2 separate regions of the Gossypium hirsutum genome follow, and region 1 is linked to region 2. The links are chromatin contacts, called in public Hi-C maps. All regions are on one chromosome and are shown on one strand. The core of a region is the stretch at or near the end of the contact, and the rest is flanking DNA. Distances in the headings are between cores, read along the strand shown. Region 1 has its middle 20 kb from the start of LOC121215772. Region 2 has its middle 13 kb from the start of LOC121215318.

Region 1 (3,930 bases), core at 901-3,400, 38 kb after region 2:
CCTTGGGTCTCCATCTTTCCACCAATACGCTAATAAGTGTGGGGGGTCCAATTTACAGCCTTGAGCATAAGAGACACATGCAAGAATCGCGCCACTTCCAAATAAGGTTCAATCATATGTGATGACCTCGTAGATAGATTGTGTATAAATGTCTCCAAAATCCAATCTTCGGCTTGATTATAAAAAGAACAAAAAAATTAATCTTTTTAACAACTTAATAATGAACATAAATAAAATTATAAAAATTAAAAATATTTTCTTACCATTTGCAGCTGAATCACGAAAATGTGGCAGTCATCGAAACGAATAAGAGTATTTGTCATTTAAAAAATAAATTAAAACGAATAAAAAAATAGAATTACATGAAGAAGAAGTTAAAAGAATTTTAATTAAAATTTTAAAACTAAATTCTTGAGAGAATTGGATTTGAATGAAAAAATGAGAAAAATATTTGGGTTTACATAAAAAAATTAACCGTTTTTTATGGTCATTGACAATTCGACCATTGGATAAAAAGGCGTCCAATCTCTCTCCTAATCACTTAATTATTTTTTTAAATCAATATTTTTACATAATTTATCCATGTTTTCGTATAATATTACATGTGAAAATGAAGATTGGTGAAAGGTTGGTGTCATTGTCGGTCATTTTCTGAACAGTAATTTGTCGCGAACGGCGACGTCTTGTTCGACTTTCCGAATCTGTTGACCATTTAGTGTCGCTTTCAATGGCTGTACCCTTCTTCTACGCCACCTCCGGTCAAATTTGGCCGTTGATGTTCCCCTTTTTTTTATTATTAATTTTCTTTCTTTTGAAAAAGAATTACTAAATTATTATATTAATTATATACAATTCATTTCACGAGGATCATTATGTTCTATACTTTTATAGATGCTTTGATGCAATTCCTGGTGAAAGTATGAATTATGATGTAATTGTTGTTGTTTTTCTATTGAAATATTATTATTTTATACCTTTTTTTATTGGTAAAGTTGTTTAATTTTGTCACGGAATCAACACCATTTCATATCTTGTATTAATTGGTTAATTTATTTAAATATTTTAGCTTAAATTTTAAATTTTTGTGTGTGTGATAACGATGTTGCATTTTTTCCCTTGTTTTTTTTTTTAATTTTGTTGTACTTTTATTATTATATAGAATTCAAAAGGTTAAAAAATAAAAAGAAAAAAAGTCGGTTAAGACATAAAAGAAGCCTCTAAGCTCTCCTTACTTTTTAATTTACCACATCACTGTTTAAAAAACTTCGTTACATTATTAGATTATATTAAAGGTTAAATTTATTGAATTTTAGAATTAGAATTAAAATAATAAATTTTGTAAATATTGAGGGTTAAGTTTGTAATTTTTTAAATTTAAGATTAAATTGATAAAATGGGTAAACATTAAAGGGTTAAATTTACTATTAGGCTAATAAAAAAAAGGGGTTTATGCCAGCTTTCTATTACTCGAAAAAGTGATTAAAATATTTAATTTCAAAAAATTAAGTGACTAAACAGAAAAGATTAGTAATTGAGTGATGAAAATAAATTTAAAGGCTGTTTTTATAATTTACCCTAATTTAAATTACTTGGATCCACTTCTGAATTTATTTCATGTGGAAATTAATTAATTAAAGTGATTAGTGACCGCAAACACCAATAGTTAATTATATAAAATGCGCCTCTAAGAACCATCAACTAAGACTTATATATATTAGTAATAGTAGTTAGACTAGTTTATTTTTGTTGGCACTTTTTTTGACTAATTTTGTGCAGCTTTTAAACAAATTTTGTAGCATTATAAAAGACTTATTCGGGCAACTTTGCTAATTTGGACGCTTTAGCTTGCTCGCAATCAATCTGTTTTTAAATGTAAAGTTTGGACTGTTGATGAGATTGTTCTTTTGTGCAAATTGAGGTCTATGGATTGGGTCAAAGTTCTTCCTAACATCGATGCACAGGAGGAACGGTGGTGGTGTAATCCTCATTTTATCTTTAACTTGGCGACTAGTAACAAATCGAAGGGTGGAATGGAGTGCTTCTGTTGAAATGCTTAATTTAATGTTGATGGTGCTTGGAGGGTAGGTTCTACTTATGCTGGTGTAGGGGGAGTACTGAGAGATCACGAGGGGTTGACTTGGGGTGTGTTTTATGGGCATTGAATCCTGCTGATGGCACTACATTTATTTTGTTCTTCTCCTTGGAATGGCAATACACATCTTGTTATTGGGACTAAATCTTTGAACTCTATTAAATGTATTTTCAATCCTGTTCAGAGTCCTTGGAAGTTCTGAAAGGTATTTTTTGACATTGATGTGTTTCATAGTCAGTTTCATTCATACACGAAGGGAGGCTAATGGCTTAGGTGATGGACTTGCCAAATTGGGACTGGGTAAACTTGGAATGTGCTTTGCTTGGTTTTAACTCATCTCCACCTCGCACTTTTGGAGGTCTTGCCAGTCTCTTTTTTGTTGGTCTGCTTTGGACTTTTTAATATTATACTTGATTGAGCAAAATAAATAAATAAAAGAAGACTTACTGACAAAGAAACTTAGGCAAGTGCGATTATCTTTCCTTAATTATCAAATTTACTTAAAAGAAGAATTATGCATGGTATCTTTATATTGTTACACGATCATGTGGTTTACTTCCGTGGAATTCTAGATTTTTTTTCTCATCATACTAGTTGGATTCAACCCAACAACATTTCGTGAGTACAATCCTTATAGATTTAAAGTGGGTTTACCATTTTAGCACTAAAAAAAGTATTTTTAAAAAGTACTTTTGGAAGAAAAACTATGCTAAACAAATTATTTTTGCCTGAAATTTTTAGTTTTTTTAAAATTGAAAAGCACTCCTCAAAAGGAGAAGCTAAATTTTTTAGCTTTTCCTCTCTCAAAAATATTTTTGGTGCTTAATTACTTTTTCATCTCCCTGATAACATAGTACTTTCTCTTTTTTTTATTAGGTCTTAATTACAAATGTGTTAAAATCATTAATTATATTTAACTATTTAAAATATAGTTTATATACTCTAATTAAATTTTACAAATAATTAATATTTATTACTTAAAAATATTTAAAATTTATATTTCATATATTAAAATATTAACAACAAGTTATAATAATTTTTTTATATTCTTACTAAAATATAATAATATTAACTAATTTCAACATTATTTAAATGCATATTTGTTACTTGATAATAACATGTCTAAAATGAATATTTTATTTCTCAAAAGCACTTTTTGACAGCAATGTTAAACACTCAAATTTTAAACCAAACTTTTTAAAAGTACTTCTCAAAAGCACTTTTCCACAGCACCTTTCAAAAGTATTGCTAAACTAGCCCTAAATTTTTATTGGGGAAAGTCTTAGTAGGAAGAGTTCTTTCATTGTAATTGTATGCAATGGCGTGTTTAGAGGGCTGGCAGTGGCCCGACCCCCTAAAATGAAAAATTATTCATTTAAGCCCTTTAAAAATCATAAAATTTAAAATTAGTAAAGATAAAATTACACTTTGACCCCCTAAAAATGATAAAAATTTGATTTAATCCTTTAACTTTTATAAAGATATAGACTATTAAAAATTATAATTTAATTTCGCTCCCCAAAAATATTTTCTAGCTTCGCCCCTGATTATATGGGAAAGAGATTGCAACGAGCATGAATGAGGTTAAATTTAAATCATCTATTGCACTGTGAAATCAACTACTACTGATTGGATCCGAATTACATAAACAATTCCTTGTATTTATTGTTTACTATTTTAATTTTAAGTTGTTCCTCTAAGTCGCAACTCAACGTAATAACTAATTCATTTAACTTCCATATTTTCATATTAATATGCTAAAATGGCAAATATTTTAAAATATAAAAAAGAATGTATACTTATTAAAAATATAAAATAAAAATTATTAAAATATTTAA
Region 2 (3,887 bases), core at 403-2,902:
AAATCTTTGAATATGAGCATCGTTGTTAATGTAATAGGACATGAATTCGAGTGTGTTAAAGCGCATTATTATTTCATTTATAGGTTGAGGAGAAGTTATGGGTAGCTCCAAATATTGTGTGAAAAAGAGTAGATATGTTTCGAAAGAAAAAAAAACAAGTTGATTCTTAAATTTAAAAAGAAAAGGGGAAAAATAAAAAAAAGTTAAAGGAGAGTTAGGCTGGGGTAGGCTCGGCTTGGCTTGGCTTGGTGGGGAAAGGTAATAAAAATGAACCCCAAAACCCAAACAAACAAAAGTGAAGGGTGGGGCACAAAATTCAAGGAGTAAGATGCTTTTATAGGGATCTGTGCACTGCCTATTATTCATAATTAATTAATAAATTAATCAAAATGGGAAACCAAACAGTTTACGTGTGTGTGAGTGTAACTTAAAAACAGAGAGGGTCCCACTCCCAGTGGCTGACTCAAAAGGTCACTCACCCATTTCACAATATATAAAAATATATTTTAATTTAATTTTTAAAAATTCATTAAATTAATATAATTATACATTAATAACTATATATTCTTTAAATGTATATAATTCAATCAAAATAAAAGTTTCATTTATACATATGAATTACAATTTAAGTCTCGTGTGTGTATGATTTCGTGAAATCAAAATTTATGTATTAAATTACACATTGAAACAAAATTCATGTATAAATTTAATATTTATTCGTACATTTTATTTAACATCATTGATATTAATAAAAATAAGTATTACATAATTTATAGACAACACATTAATAAAAACCTACCGTTTAAGTTCATGTATTTACCATAACCAAGTAGAAAAAATTCAGTTATTATAAATCACGAAAACTAAATTTTGACCAATCAAAATTAAGAGGCAAACTTCTATATTTTCGTAGAATGAGAAGATGAAATTAAGAATTAAATCAAAAAGTTGATTGGGTCTTAGTTTGATTGATATAGTCATTGTTGTCAATGCAGGAGGTCGTTTAAGTTCATTATCCTACTATTTAAGAATTAGAGAGGAACTATAAATAATTCTAGGTATTATATAAAAAATAACATATATAATAAGAAGTTATAATAAAATTAATGTTAAAATAAAAAAAATGTTAAATTAATTACACAAAATTTCCAAATTATAAAGCAAAAAAACCTACTAGTTTCATATTTAAAACACATTAATTGATGAGTCTTTGGTTTTGCTTTTGATATAAATTTATTTATTTTGAATTAAATCTCATGTTTTCAATCAAAATCACATTTAATTTTTATATAATATTAGCATATATATTAATTTTTAATTACACAATATATATACAATGAACCCTAAATATTTTACCAAAATGGAGATTTTATGAGTAAAAAAATTTCAATATTTTGACGTACAAACAAGATTGTAGAACAAGAGGTGGTTTGGATGGAGAGAAAAAAAACACACCCGCCGAGTTTCCGAGTCCATAAGAAAGAGAAAAATAAAACAATTGGTTGGGTGGATCCAAAGGGCAGTTTATTTAATTAATAAAAATTAAATTTATGGGATTGTGATATTTTTTTTTGGTTTGATGTGACATGAGACGTGTGGCACATTGTGGAGGGTGGGATCTACTTCCCACCAACCATGTGATAGCTTATTTCTCCCCTACCTCTCTCACGCGCCTCTCTTTGGCTTTACTTATCAACCCTTTTTGCCTGAAATGAACCTCTCCTTATGTATTTTCATTTTTCTTTGAATGAAATTGAATTTTTTTAAAATATAGGAATTTATGAGGAAACTACATATTTTGTTATTATTTGTTTTGTTACATTTGTGGTCAGATAAATTAGATTGGAGTGCACGCGCTGTTCTAATGCGGTGGAGTTGAAAATATCGAGGCGGAAAGGGGCTGTCAGGTGTTGCTACCAATGGGGCCCAATTGTCCGGGCTCCTTGGGGGTTAGGGGCCCACAAAACAGTCTAATTTCTGTTATAGGACCCACCTAAAAGATACCCTTTCTGAATAAACAATGTTTTCCCGTTGTCACCCATGGGCCTAGCCCAGCTTCGCTTTGCATTTACCCTTATACCCCCTCTCTCTCTCTTTGTACATTTAATTTTAACACTTCATTTTTCAACAACTTCATCATTTCGAGTCTTTTTAATACATTTATTAATTTTATAGATTTTTTTTTGAGAAAATAGTGTCTTTAGTTTTTTTATTTATAATTTATATTGAATTAATAGTTAATAACTATAATTATTTCGATGAATTTCTAAGCGTATGGAGAATAATAATCGATTATTTAATATATAACTAAAGATTTCTTGCGACATTTATTTTATTAACAAATTTCTATAAATCATGGTTTGGGATAATTATTCTTTAGGTATGTCTAATAACATCTCGGATTAAAAATAAAACATTTTTATATATTTTAATTTTAATATGTACATTTTATTATTTAAATTCATCGATTAAATATATATAATAATTAATTTGTAGATATGATAAATCAACTTTGCTAAATGTTCGTGTAACACTCCTTACCTGTCCCCGTCGTCGGGATCGAGTTATAGGATGCTACAGTACAAAATGGAACAATTATAAACAATTAACAGTCAAAATTCAATAACTTTAACCATTTAATACAATTTAAAATTTTGTTCGAGTCTTATACAAGATTACGTGAGCTCTAAAGTTGTCCCGAGAACAAACAAGGATCAAATTGCAATATTTTAAAAATATAAGGACATTTATGAAAAACAGGAGACACATAACCTTTTGTCTAAGCCGTGTGGCATAAAAACGGCCATGTCCTCCAATAGTCACACGATTGTGTGGCTGGCCTGTGTAACAAACGGGAGCTGTGTGACCCTAAATGTTCATTTTTACCAAAAAATCACATGGTCGTGCCACCAGCTCGTATCTAACACACGACCGTGTAGTGCAAAAATAAGTCATTTTGTATATGTTTCAACCCAACCTTACAAGACATCAACTTTAAGCATATAACATGAATTAAACCTGCTCAAAACAATCAATAATCATGTCAACACATACCATACATCATTCTTATAAACATTTAAACCAATATGCCATTCAATGACACCTCACATAATCAATTCAAAGTACTATTTCAATTCATGCCAAAATAGGTAAAATAATCTATAAGTACCCATTTTCATTTAACACATTCATATTCATCATACCATTTCCACGTCAAAATACCATTCAACCCATCAAATATAACATGATCAAAGCATCAACCACACACTTTCATGCATATAGTTTACATTCATCCAAATATCAAATCAAATATAGAGACCAAAGCAACAAGCCTAAAAACAACATATATATACACAATGTCACCTATGTACATGGCACGTATAACTGACCCAAAATGGACAAAAGTCTACTAAATCGTAGAACGAGTAGTATGAGCTCTGGTGTGATCCGATCAAACCGAACACAATTGACGATCTACAGAGAAGAAAAATGAAACAACAATAAGCATTCTAATGCTTAGTAAGTTCATACGGAAATAAACTTAACTTACCTAAGCATTAAATAATTAATCAATTGAAATGACAAAGGTACAAGCATGATATTTCCTTTGGCATCCTTATGCAAATTCACACAACAAACCAATTAGTTAGTTCCATATCAAAACATGACATCGAATTCATTCTATACATCATTATACTATACCATTCCATCTTATACTTTTTAAACATACTAATCATAAACTTTACCTAGAATTCTCATTCAACCTTTCCAATCATTACCTTTCTATTTAATGTAGCATTTTAGCCCGGAGAACTATAGTAAAATAACATTGGATACAAGAGACTTAAATTGCTCACACGAGTTGTGAATGTATTTGCTTACACGAG

Evidence for each region. A called contact is a pair of places that touch in the nucleus more often than the background predicts.
Region 1: a Hi-C map of leaf shows a contact between it and region 2, with 3 times the contacts expected there. The contact joins two enhancer-like sites. A contact is called at or near these places in 9 of 34 Hi-C or Micro-C datasets (callus, fibers, hypocotyl and 2 more).

What each region holds. Positions count from the first base shown.
Region 1 is chrD03:5,198,816-5,202,745 of Gossypium_hirsutum_v2.1, forward strand. No RefSeq gene overlaps it. Among protein-coding and RNA genes, the nearest start is that of LOC121215772, 20 kb to the left of the region's middle. Within about 2 kb of position 2,151, at least 4 of the 9 cell types and tissues checked have an H3K27ac peak or open chromatin away from gene starts, as enhancers often do. A contact at or near this core is called in fibers and leaf, where this site is marked.
Region 2 is chrD03:5,161,714-5,165,600 of Gossypium_hirsutum_v2.1, forward strand. No RefSeq gene overlaps it. Among protein-coding and RNA genes, the nearest start is that of LOC121215318, 13 kb to the right of the region's middle. Within about 2 kb of position 1,653, at least 4 of the 9 cell types and tissues checked have an H3K27ac peak or open chromatin away from gene starts, as enhancers often do. A contact at or near this core is called in fibers and leaf, where this site is marked.